3 separate regions of the Mus musculus genome follow, and all the other regions are linked to region 1. Evidence: chromatin contacts called from public Micro-C data. All regions are on one chromosome and are shown on one strand. The core of a region is the stretch at or near the end of the contact, and the rest is flanking DNA. Distances in the headings are between cores, read along the strand shown. Region 1 overlaps Cnnm2 (cyclin M2). Region 2 overlaps Sh3pxd2a (SH3 and PX domains 2A). Region 3 has its middle 28 kb from the start of Trim8.

Region 1 (2,994 bases), core at 139-2,638:
GGGTTCAGTGCACATCAATTCCTAATCAAAATAAGCATGTTACCTTTTATGATTGCACACAATAGAGTGTAGAAGCGCAAGTCTCCATGTTGTTCTTATGGAGCTTACTCTGAAGGACACAACTTGTCAATTTAAACCACAATACCATTGGCTTTTTCCTATAGTTTTTTTTTAATTGGTTATTTTATTTATTTACATTTCAAGTGTCATCTTTCCCAGTTTCCCCTCCGCAAACCCCCTACCATACTCCCCTACCCCTGCCTCAATGAGGGTGTTCCCCCACCCACCTGCCCACTCCTGCCTCACCGCCCTAGCATCCCCCTACGCTGGGGCATTGGACCTCCACAGGACCAAGAGCTTCCCCTCCCATTGATGCCAGATAAGGCAATCCTCTACTACATATGCAGTTGAATATTAGCCCCAAAACACGGAATACCCATGATATAACTCACAGACCATATGAAGCTCAAGAAAAAGGAAGATCAAAGTGTGGATGCTTCAGTCCTTAGAAGGGAAAACAAAATATTTACGGGATGTAGAGGGAGGGAGGGAGAGATCTGAGAGGGAGAGAGGAAGATGGGGGGAAGGGGGCAGGATCACGTGTGGGAGGAGACTGGGGGAGAAGTACAGAGGGTCATGAAACTGAATGGAGGTGTGTAGCAGTGGGGGTGGGGAACTGGGAGTAGCCACTAGAAAGTCCCAGATAACAGGGATGTAAGAGGTTCCCAGGACCCAACGGGGATGACATTAGCCTAAATACCCAATAACGGGGAGATAGAGATAGAATCTGTAGAGACCATAGCCAGTGGTTAGGCAGGGCCCCCAGTTGAGGGATGGGGCCACCCACTCATCTCAAAACTATTAACCAAGAATTGCTCCTGTCTCAAGGAAATGCTGGGACAAAGAGTGGAGCAGAGACTGAGGGAAAGGCCATCCAGAGACTGCCCCACCTAGTTTTTCTAAGAATGTACAAATAACACAGATGGGAACATTCCCTGAATAATATAGATTTTTCTTACTACAAGTAGGGTAGTTTCCATAACCACTTATTACTTACTGTTTTGTTCCTTAAGAGTTAAAGTTCTTCCATAACATAGATGTACTAGTACTTTTTAGACCAGGCTTCTATTGGTGAACACGGGGATATGTATGTGTGTGCATGTTATATGTGTGCACACTCACATGCATGTGTGCATATACGTGTATTAAATATAACCCATTCAGTCTGTATAGAATTGCTTGCATCTATGTTTTCAGGGCTGGCTGTTTGGTATTGGCTAACCAATGGTAAGCTCTTCCCTGGGAAGGCTGTTTCTCCCACTCTCAGCATTCCTTAGTTGTCTGTAGTTCTTTGTCTAGGTTTGAGGCCTTGTGCCCTTGACCCCTTTCACATTAGCATGTCTTTTGGAGTCATTCAAGTTCAGATCCTGTTTAGCCAACCATGTGGATGAGACATCCTGGGTGTAGCTTCTCTGACATTTCTAGGAGATACAGTCTCACAGCAAGCCTCCTGTTGCTTTAACACTGACCGTCTTTTCATGCCCTCTTCCACAGTGACCCCTGAGCCTTCCGTGCAGGGGCTGTGCTGTGGATGGATGAATCCGTTGGGACTGGGGTCCACAACTCTGTGTTTTGATCAGTTATGATTTGTGTAGTGGTCTATCTGTTGCAGAGGGAAGCTTCCTTGATGAGGGGCGAGGACTACACTCTAGGTTGTCTTCTGATCCGCACACATATGCTACAGCATGTGCTTCCCTGCTTTCACGCTTGTGAACATGCACCACATACTATAATAGGCAAATAAAAAAAGTTAAAAAATTGAGTGGGAGGAGATGGCTCAGCTGTAAAAGCATTTACGTTGTTCAACTCTGCCAGCCTGAGTCTGATGCCCAGGGCAGATAGAGCTGGCTCCTGCTGTGGCAGAACTGGTAAAATCATTTGGAGGAGGAAAGACTTGCTATGGCTCAAGGTTTGGGGGGGGTCTCAGCCAGGGGATACTTGGTCCCATTTCCCCTGGGCTTCTGGTGACAGAACATAGCTGGGGCTTCCTCACTGTCATCAGGAAGCACAGAGAGAGCAGGAGGAAGGGGCCAAGGACAAGATGTTGCTTTAGAGTACATACTGTTGGCGCTGGGGGCTGCCAGTGGTTAAGAGTGCTTTCTGTTTATCCAGACAACCTGAATTTGGTTTCCAACACTCACATTGGGTGGCTCGAGACCACCTGTAACTCCAGCTCCAAGGGACCTGACCCTCTCTTCTGACGTGGAGGGCACTTGAATACATGTGCATACATGTGAGATATACATACATGCACAGAGGATTAAATACAAAAAATTTAAACCCTGATATGCAGATTTTTTTTTTTTTAGACTCAACACTTGTTATCCAGAGGGCAGGAAAATCTGTAAGTTCGGAACCAGCTAGGGCTGTATTTGAGAGCCCATCTTTTAAGCGTGTGTCCGGGGCGGGCGGAGGGGGGCAGCATGCATGCACTTGTGCACTCTTTAAGTAAGATCCCTGTCTTGTTTCCACCAACTCCCAATAACCCATCTTCAAATTATGATGTCACCTAGTGGGTTGGTCCAACAGTGAGGTCAGCATACTCGGGATCTAGTCACTTCCCCAAAGCCCGTCTCTGCACACTGCTGCATCAGGGACCATGCCTTCAACATGGGATATTTAATATCCCAAGCATGATTTTGGGAGAATTTTTAGATACACTGAAGGAAAAGCAGGCAGTAGAAGGGTGGGAGGAATGGTAAAGAGGTTTAAAGAAGAAAATGTTGGATTTTAAAACTCGCTGAATTACAGTTTTGGGTTTTTTTTTTTTCCTTCTTCTGTAACAATGAAGTGTTTGAGGTTTCTGGGGACAGGAAGCCAAAGAGCAACATGCCAGGTTTTATTTTAATCATGACAATGAGGAAAACCTTGAAGTGTTTTCGCCCACCCTGGTTTTCAAGTTTATCATGTGCGCAAGATTTGCAGAAGTGATGA
Region 2 (2,994 bases), core at 146-2,645, 490 kb after region 1:
AGAGGGAGAGGGAGAGGGAGAGGGAGAGAGAGCACTACTTGCTTAAGATTCAGGTAGATGGCAGCACTCTTCACTCAACCCGAGGGAGGTGGGACAAGAACAAGATGCTGAACATGTAATATACAGCTTCCTACTGAATCCTGACAGTAATTGATCTGCCTTCTGCAGAGGAGGGAACTGAGGCTCAGGGGAGTTAAGGTCCTTTCCCAAGACCCCACTGCAAGGAAGAGATGGTGTCAGAGTTGAGCCCAAGCAAGCAGACCAGGAATTGGGAACAAAGGGGGCCTAATGGAGACATCATTTTCTGGTCTTCCCCTCTGGCCTTATTTATTTCTGCTGCGTTCCTCTCTGTAAAAGCAACCAGGTTCCCACATTTTGCCTGCAGCTACAAAGGTCTTCTTCCCCCAGAGTCTTGCCTTTCCCAGAATCCAGGGTACACATGGGACAGCCCAACCTAAGGCAGGAATGTACTGAACCCTGTAGCCTGAGCGGCTGAAAGAAAAACAGGCGGATTGTCTGCTCAGGTGGGGAGATGGGGGAATCCACAGCTTTTAAAGGACCAAGAAAAGGATGCCTTCCCAAGCCAGGGCTTGGACCAGGACAGTTCAGCCTAGGGGATTCAAGGAAAGCAACCATCGGGACCACTCAGCTGTCCCGGGAAAGGGAGGGGCCTCAGCACACCAGAAGCGTTTAAAGACAGGTGGCCACATTGGGAGATGTGTGGGCAGACAGAGGAGCACTTAGTGGGGAAGTGGGTGGGCGGGGCTAAGCATCTGCTCCCAGCAGCTGCAGCTTGACCCCCACAGCCCCTTGGGTGTGGCCTCCCCCTCAGCTCTCAAGTCCTCACCTTTCCTGGAGCTCGGTTGTTTGTGTGCAGCAGAGAAGAAATAAACTCAAGGCTGAGAATCCCAGCATCCCAGCCCCTCCCTCCACCGGGTGGTCTGCCTTGGTGGTCCACCCCACTCACTGAGAGGTCTCCCTGAGGCTATCTACCCACATCTCTGAGCAGTCCCCACCTAGGGCACTGTGTGTGCTCACACACAGAGAGAAGCAGCCATCCCTGAGCAGCCCCCACCTAGGGCATTGTGTGTGCTCACACACAGAGAGAAGCAGCCATCCCTGAGCAGCCCTCACCTAGGGCATTGTGTGTGCTCACACACACACAGAAGCAGCCATCTCTGAGCAGCCCCCACCTAGGGCACTGTGTGTGCTCACACACAGAGAGAAGCAGCCATCCCTGAGCAGCCCTCACCTAGGGCATTGTGTGTGCTCACACACACAGAGGCAGCACAGAAACAGGCCAGTGACTTCAATAAATCAGTCATCCAGCCACTGCAGGCCTATAGTCCTGGATCCACCCACCCCTTGGCTACTCCTTCAGAAGCCAAAAGGGAGGAGGGAAGGGCTGTAGGGAGGAGTCAAGGGCAGCATGCTCACTCAGGACGGACGTTCCCATCCAGGACAATCCAGAGTAGAACATCCCGTCTCTCACTCAGGACTCTGGCTATCAGATCATCAAAGAATCAACGGCCAGCTATTTAGTGAGCACGGTCCACATGCACTGCCGGGGCCCTTCTGCTGATCCAGCTCCACTGGGTATCCTCAGCACAGGAGGACACACACACACACAGTATGTCCACAGGAGGACACACACACAGTATGTATACCCCACTGAGTGATACTGTCTGCCCTGGAAGCCCCCGGCTTGAGGCAGTCTGGCACCCTTGGCTACCTCCCTGATTCCGTCCAGGCCACCTCTACAGGGTGTCCTTCTTCTACTCTCAGGCTCACTGAGGTAGCCTGGGAGAGGTCAGTCAGGGAGTTCCCCAAAGACCTTACGGTAACAGGGCTCACAGGCTGCAGGGGCCAGGTAAGGGCTCTTCTCTGCACTGAAATTGGGGATACCCATTTCTTAACCCAATATTTTTTAATTGCTTATTTGGAAATTTCCCATAATGCACCCCAATCACATGATCACACTCATTTCCTACTCCTCCCAGGTCCATCCCCTCCACTCTTGTGACCTCCCCAAAACAAAAGAAGAAGAAAAAGTACACTGAGTACTACCCATATTCTTGCAGGAGCATGGTCAAACTCCCAGTGGCCAGCCCCTTAAAGAAAACTGGGTTCCTCCTACCCCTGCCAGAAGGTCCCAACTGTGAAGAGCTACATTTCAGCACCCCACACAATTTTTAAGACTTCTCTTCAATGGCTTCCTGTCTAGACCTTTTTTTTTTTTGGGTGGAGGGAGAAGGGTTGTCACAAAAACCTTTGGTGGAGGACTAGCAGCAGAATATCCATTTTTTTGTTTGTTTGTTTTGTTTTGTTTTTTTGTTTTTTGAGACAGGGTTTCTCTGTGTAGCCCTGGCTGTCCTGGAACTCACTTTGTAGACCAGGCTGGCCTCAAACTCAGAAATCCGCCTGCCTCTGCCTCCCGAGTGCTGGGATTAAAGGCGTGCGCCACCACGCCCGGCTTGCATTTTTTAAAGGTTGGTCTATCTCACCTACCTTTGCCCTGTACTGTTCACTGTTTTAACCACCTCCAGAACACCCGCTAGGATTATAATCTTAGCAAATATTTGGCACATAATAGATGTTGAATAAAAACATGCTAAGCTAGGCTAGATACATATCCTAGTGTTAGAACACTTGTCTAGAATGTATAAAGGCCCTGGGTTCCAATCTTAGCATACACACTCAAAGTGTTGTGTGTCTCCAGTTAGTCTTGAATTTCCTTTTGTCTTAACCCTGACTACGATTCTATCACACTGGAAACACTCAAGTGTCCAGTTTAACCTCAGTGGATGAAAGGGGCAGGAGCCTTCTTTGGTCTTCACTCCATTGGTTTCAAGGGAACCAAGGCTCATTTGATGCCTGTGGCCCTAATCTTAATCTAGCCTAGGGATTATCAACTTGTGGGTTGAGACCCCTTTGGGGGTGTGTGTCACATATCAGAAGTTTATATTACAGTTCATAACAGTAAACAGTAGAAAA
Region 3 (2,994 bases), core at 174-2,673, 310 kb before region 1:
CATGGGGCTGAACCTATGCAAAGGAAGGAAAGAGATGTGCAACTGTGCTTTTGTGATGAGAGGACCTGAGGCCCTGGGGACTGGGAGTCCGGGAAGAGCAGGCAGTGCTAGCCTAGGGGACAACTGGTGCAGAGGGCTGTGGGAGGCAGCTGCTGAACAGGCAGGAGGTGAGGGCTGGGACTGAAGTGGGCTGTGGTACTGTTTCTTTGTTTTTTGTTTTTTTTTTTTTTTTTTTTTTTTCCTTTAGAGACAGCAGGGGACCTAGGTTTCTGGCTCCACCAATCCTTACAGGAGCTGTGATGCTGGCAAATTCCTTAGCTGAGGCAAAGGCCTCTCTGTTTCTTCCACTGCAAAGTGGGCTTAGTGCTGCCTAGTTACGCAGGAGGTGCATGGGGCTAGGGGTAAGGTGAGGCGGGTGGCTGCTGCTGCTGCAGCAATGGCGGTGGTGGTGGTTTTCATATCACCTGGTGGTGGTGTTTTTTTTCTGAAAACAGCCCTCCCTTGAGGAAACCTAACCTCCAAAAGGGCAAAGCTGCTTAGGCCCTCTTGGAGTTCCAGCAGAGATCACAATCCACTCCAAGACCGCCTTCGTTGCAGCTACATTTTATTTGTTGCGTTTTTTTGACAGACGTCTAAATTATACATTGAGCTTTCCACGTGACCAAACACCGCGTCCCTTCCTTTGATTATCATTTTCAAAAGGGACTAAAAAAAAAAAAAAAAAAGAACCTTCCGATGGATCACACCGAACCCCGAAACCACATGGAGAGCAGAGCTAAAAATAAAGGAAGAAGCATCCCGAAAAGGAGAGGGAGGGGGGAATCAAAGCGCACTGTGGAAGGGAATGGAGACACTGGGCCTGGTGAGGGTGACATGGTGTCACTCTCTCCAGGCCCAGGCCGGATAAGGAGCGGCCAACAGTGAGGGTGGGGCACGGACTGGCATAAAAATAGCCACCACTTTAGTCCGGAGGGGAATAAAGAAATCGTCAGAGACAGGGGACAGAGGGAGGGAGGGAAGTGTGGGGGAGGGCTTCGGTAAGACTGTCCTTCTGCAGCATCTCAGGCTGTGGACTTTTCTACCGGGCAGAGCGAACCACCGGCATAATCGCTGACTTTCAGCTGTGCACCGACATGTTCCCCAGCTCAGCCCCACATCAATGACACCCTTGTTTCCATAGTAACCAAGGGAGAGCGAAGGGGAAAGGGTGTATTGCACTGGGCGAAGGGAATCCAGCCAAAAGGAGCCACACAGGGAGGGTGAGAGCAGGGCTCGGTTTTTCCCACAACTGCTTGGAGTATACACTGTGGACTTTGCCTGCCCTCTGGCCTCGGCCCTCGCCCCCTGAACATTCAGAAGCAATGGTGCGCAGAGCAAAAGTCTTACCAGGGCTCACTGGGATGGGGGGGGAGGCACAGGGGCGGAGCATGCCCTTTCTAGCTTCAGACTCTGTTCTCTGGCCATGGCCACAGGGGGCAGGGGTGGCACGGCAGAAGGAAACGGGACTTTACAAGCATTCTGGTTTTACAAATGGGAGCTTTCAAACTGCAGTTTTCAGGCTCCATTCATTTATCCCCGGAGCCCCCGGAGGGTTCAACAGGGCTCACAGGGAAGATAAAAGCCTGTGACAACCACAGTTGTCTCTGGTGTCTCTAGCTGGGAAGCAAATGCGGACATTTACAGAGACAGCGATCAGAGCAGGGCAAGTCGCTCTGCCTATGAGCTGGAGCCGGGGGGTGGGGGTATGGGTGGGGGTCGGGGCTGTTTAGAACAGTTCCTTTAGTTGGTGGTAAGAGACCAAAAATGCATTACAACTCAAGCTCTTCCAAAGTCAGAGAGAGTCCCCTGGTGCAGCATTCCAAAACTGGACTTCAAAGCAGGCTTCCAGCCCCCCAGACAACATCCTGAAGCATATTTGTAAGGAAAAGCAAGTCTCAAGGGCCAAAGCTACATCTGGTGGCCTGAGATGGGGCATTTCCGATGCTTTATAGCTGTTTGCCACCCTTCAAAGCTAGAGGGATTCGGGTGAGTTAGAGAAGTCGATGGGAGAGGCGGCGGGCTAACTAGCTGAGGTTTAAAAACCTCACCTTCTTTTGTCTTGCAAGTCTTTACAGGCCCGTGCCTGTGCACTGCTACCCCACACCTCTCCCCAGCCTTTGTTGATAGCTTTCCTCCTGGCCACCTTTCAAACTGTCCAAGTTTCTCCCTCTCCAGAGTCCAGAATAAGCTGGGTACCATGGAGCAGGGACTTCTGTGGCACTTCCTGTCTTTGCCACCACACCGTGGTGGGCTTGGAAAGGGCCACCTCCCAGGATGAGAAGGCAGCTGGCCTCCCTGGCCCTACCAGGCATTGGATAGCCTCTTATTTATCCTCTGAAAAGCCCTGAGCTCTTGCCCAGAACAGTTGAATTCAGGAGCAGGCTATGCCCTGGTCTGCTTTCAGGGTTTGAGGCTGGGATTTCTGAGGGCTCAGGCAAACTCCTTTGGCAGTGGGGGAACGAATGGGAGGGGGGTACCATCCCTTCTGATCAGACCACAACAGGGTTGCTGGAAAGGGGTAGAAGAGCGCAGCATGGGACGAGTGGCTTTGGGGGGGGGGGAGGGGCCCAGCCCATGCTCTCAGCCTGCAGCAGATCCTTCCCACACCGTCTAGTTGCCAGCTCTGTAAGAATTGATCTCTTCTCAGAATCGATCTGCCTGGCTTTTCTCAGTGGAGCAGGTTCATGGCACAGCTGCATTTATTTTTAAAATCTGATAGCATCGGCCTATTGTGATCATTTAAACACAGAATTCTTTGAGCTTTAGAAATCCCCTCTGCAGAGAAATCAGCTAATCTCGGAGCCGGCTGCTCCCTGCTCCACTGAGCTGGAGAAAGCCTGTTTATGCTAGCCTGAGCCCTCGACGTGAGGGCTTTTTAAGGACCTTGTAATTTTTCTGGAATTAAACCTCCCAGCTCCCCTTACATTCCAGATGTCATTACAGTCAAAAGTCCTA

The links. Hi-C and Micro-C count contacts between places; a contact is called where the count stands out from the background.
Region 2: a Micro-C map of embryonic stem cells shows a contact between it and region 1, with 3 times the contacts expected there. The contact joins two enhancer-like sites. A contact is called at or near these places in 1 of 484 Hi-C or Micro-C datasets (embryonic stem cells) and 1 of 115 datasets of contacts at active chromatin or transcription factors (microglia).
Region 3: a Micro-C map of embryonic stem cells shows a contact between it and region 1, with 3 times the contacts expected there. The contact joins two enhancer-like sites. A contact is called at or near these places in 1 of 15 datasets of contacts at CTCF or cohesin (the NIH/3T3 cell line) and 3 of 484 Hi-C or Micro-C datasets (all in embryonic stem cells).

The regions. Positions count from the first base shown.
Region 1 is chr19:46,834,898-46,837,891 of GRCm38.p6, forward strand. All of the region lies in intron 1 of Cnnm2 (cyclin M2), which reads left to right. Among named protein-coding and RNA genes, the nearest start is that of Cnnm2, 75 kb to the left of the region's middle. Within about 2 kb of position 1,389, at least 17 of the 459 cell types and tissues checked have an H3K27ac peak or open chromatin away from gene starts, as enhancers often do. A contact at or near this core is called in embryonic stem cells, where this site is marked.
Region 2 is chr19:47,327,331-47,330,324 of GRCm38.p6, forward strand. The region is part of intron 6 of Sh3pxd2a (SH3 and PX domains 2A); the gene reads right to left. Among named protein-coding and RNA genes, the nearest start is that of Gm29834, 42 kb to the left of the region's middle. Within about 2 kb of position 1,396, at least 87 of the 459 cell types and tissues checked have an H3K27ac peak or open chromatin away from gene starts, as enhancers often do. A contact at or near this core is called in embryonic stem cells, where this site is marked.
Region 3 is chr19:46,527,673-46,530,666 of GRCm38.p6, forward strand. No RefSeq gene overlaps it. Among named protein-coding and RNA genes, the nearest start is that of Trim8, 28 kb to the left of the region's middle. Within about 2 kb of position 1,424, at least 207 of the 459 cell types and tissues checked have an H3K27ac peak or open chromatin away from gene starts, as enhancers often do. A contact at or near this core is called in embryonic stem cells, where this site is marked.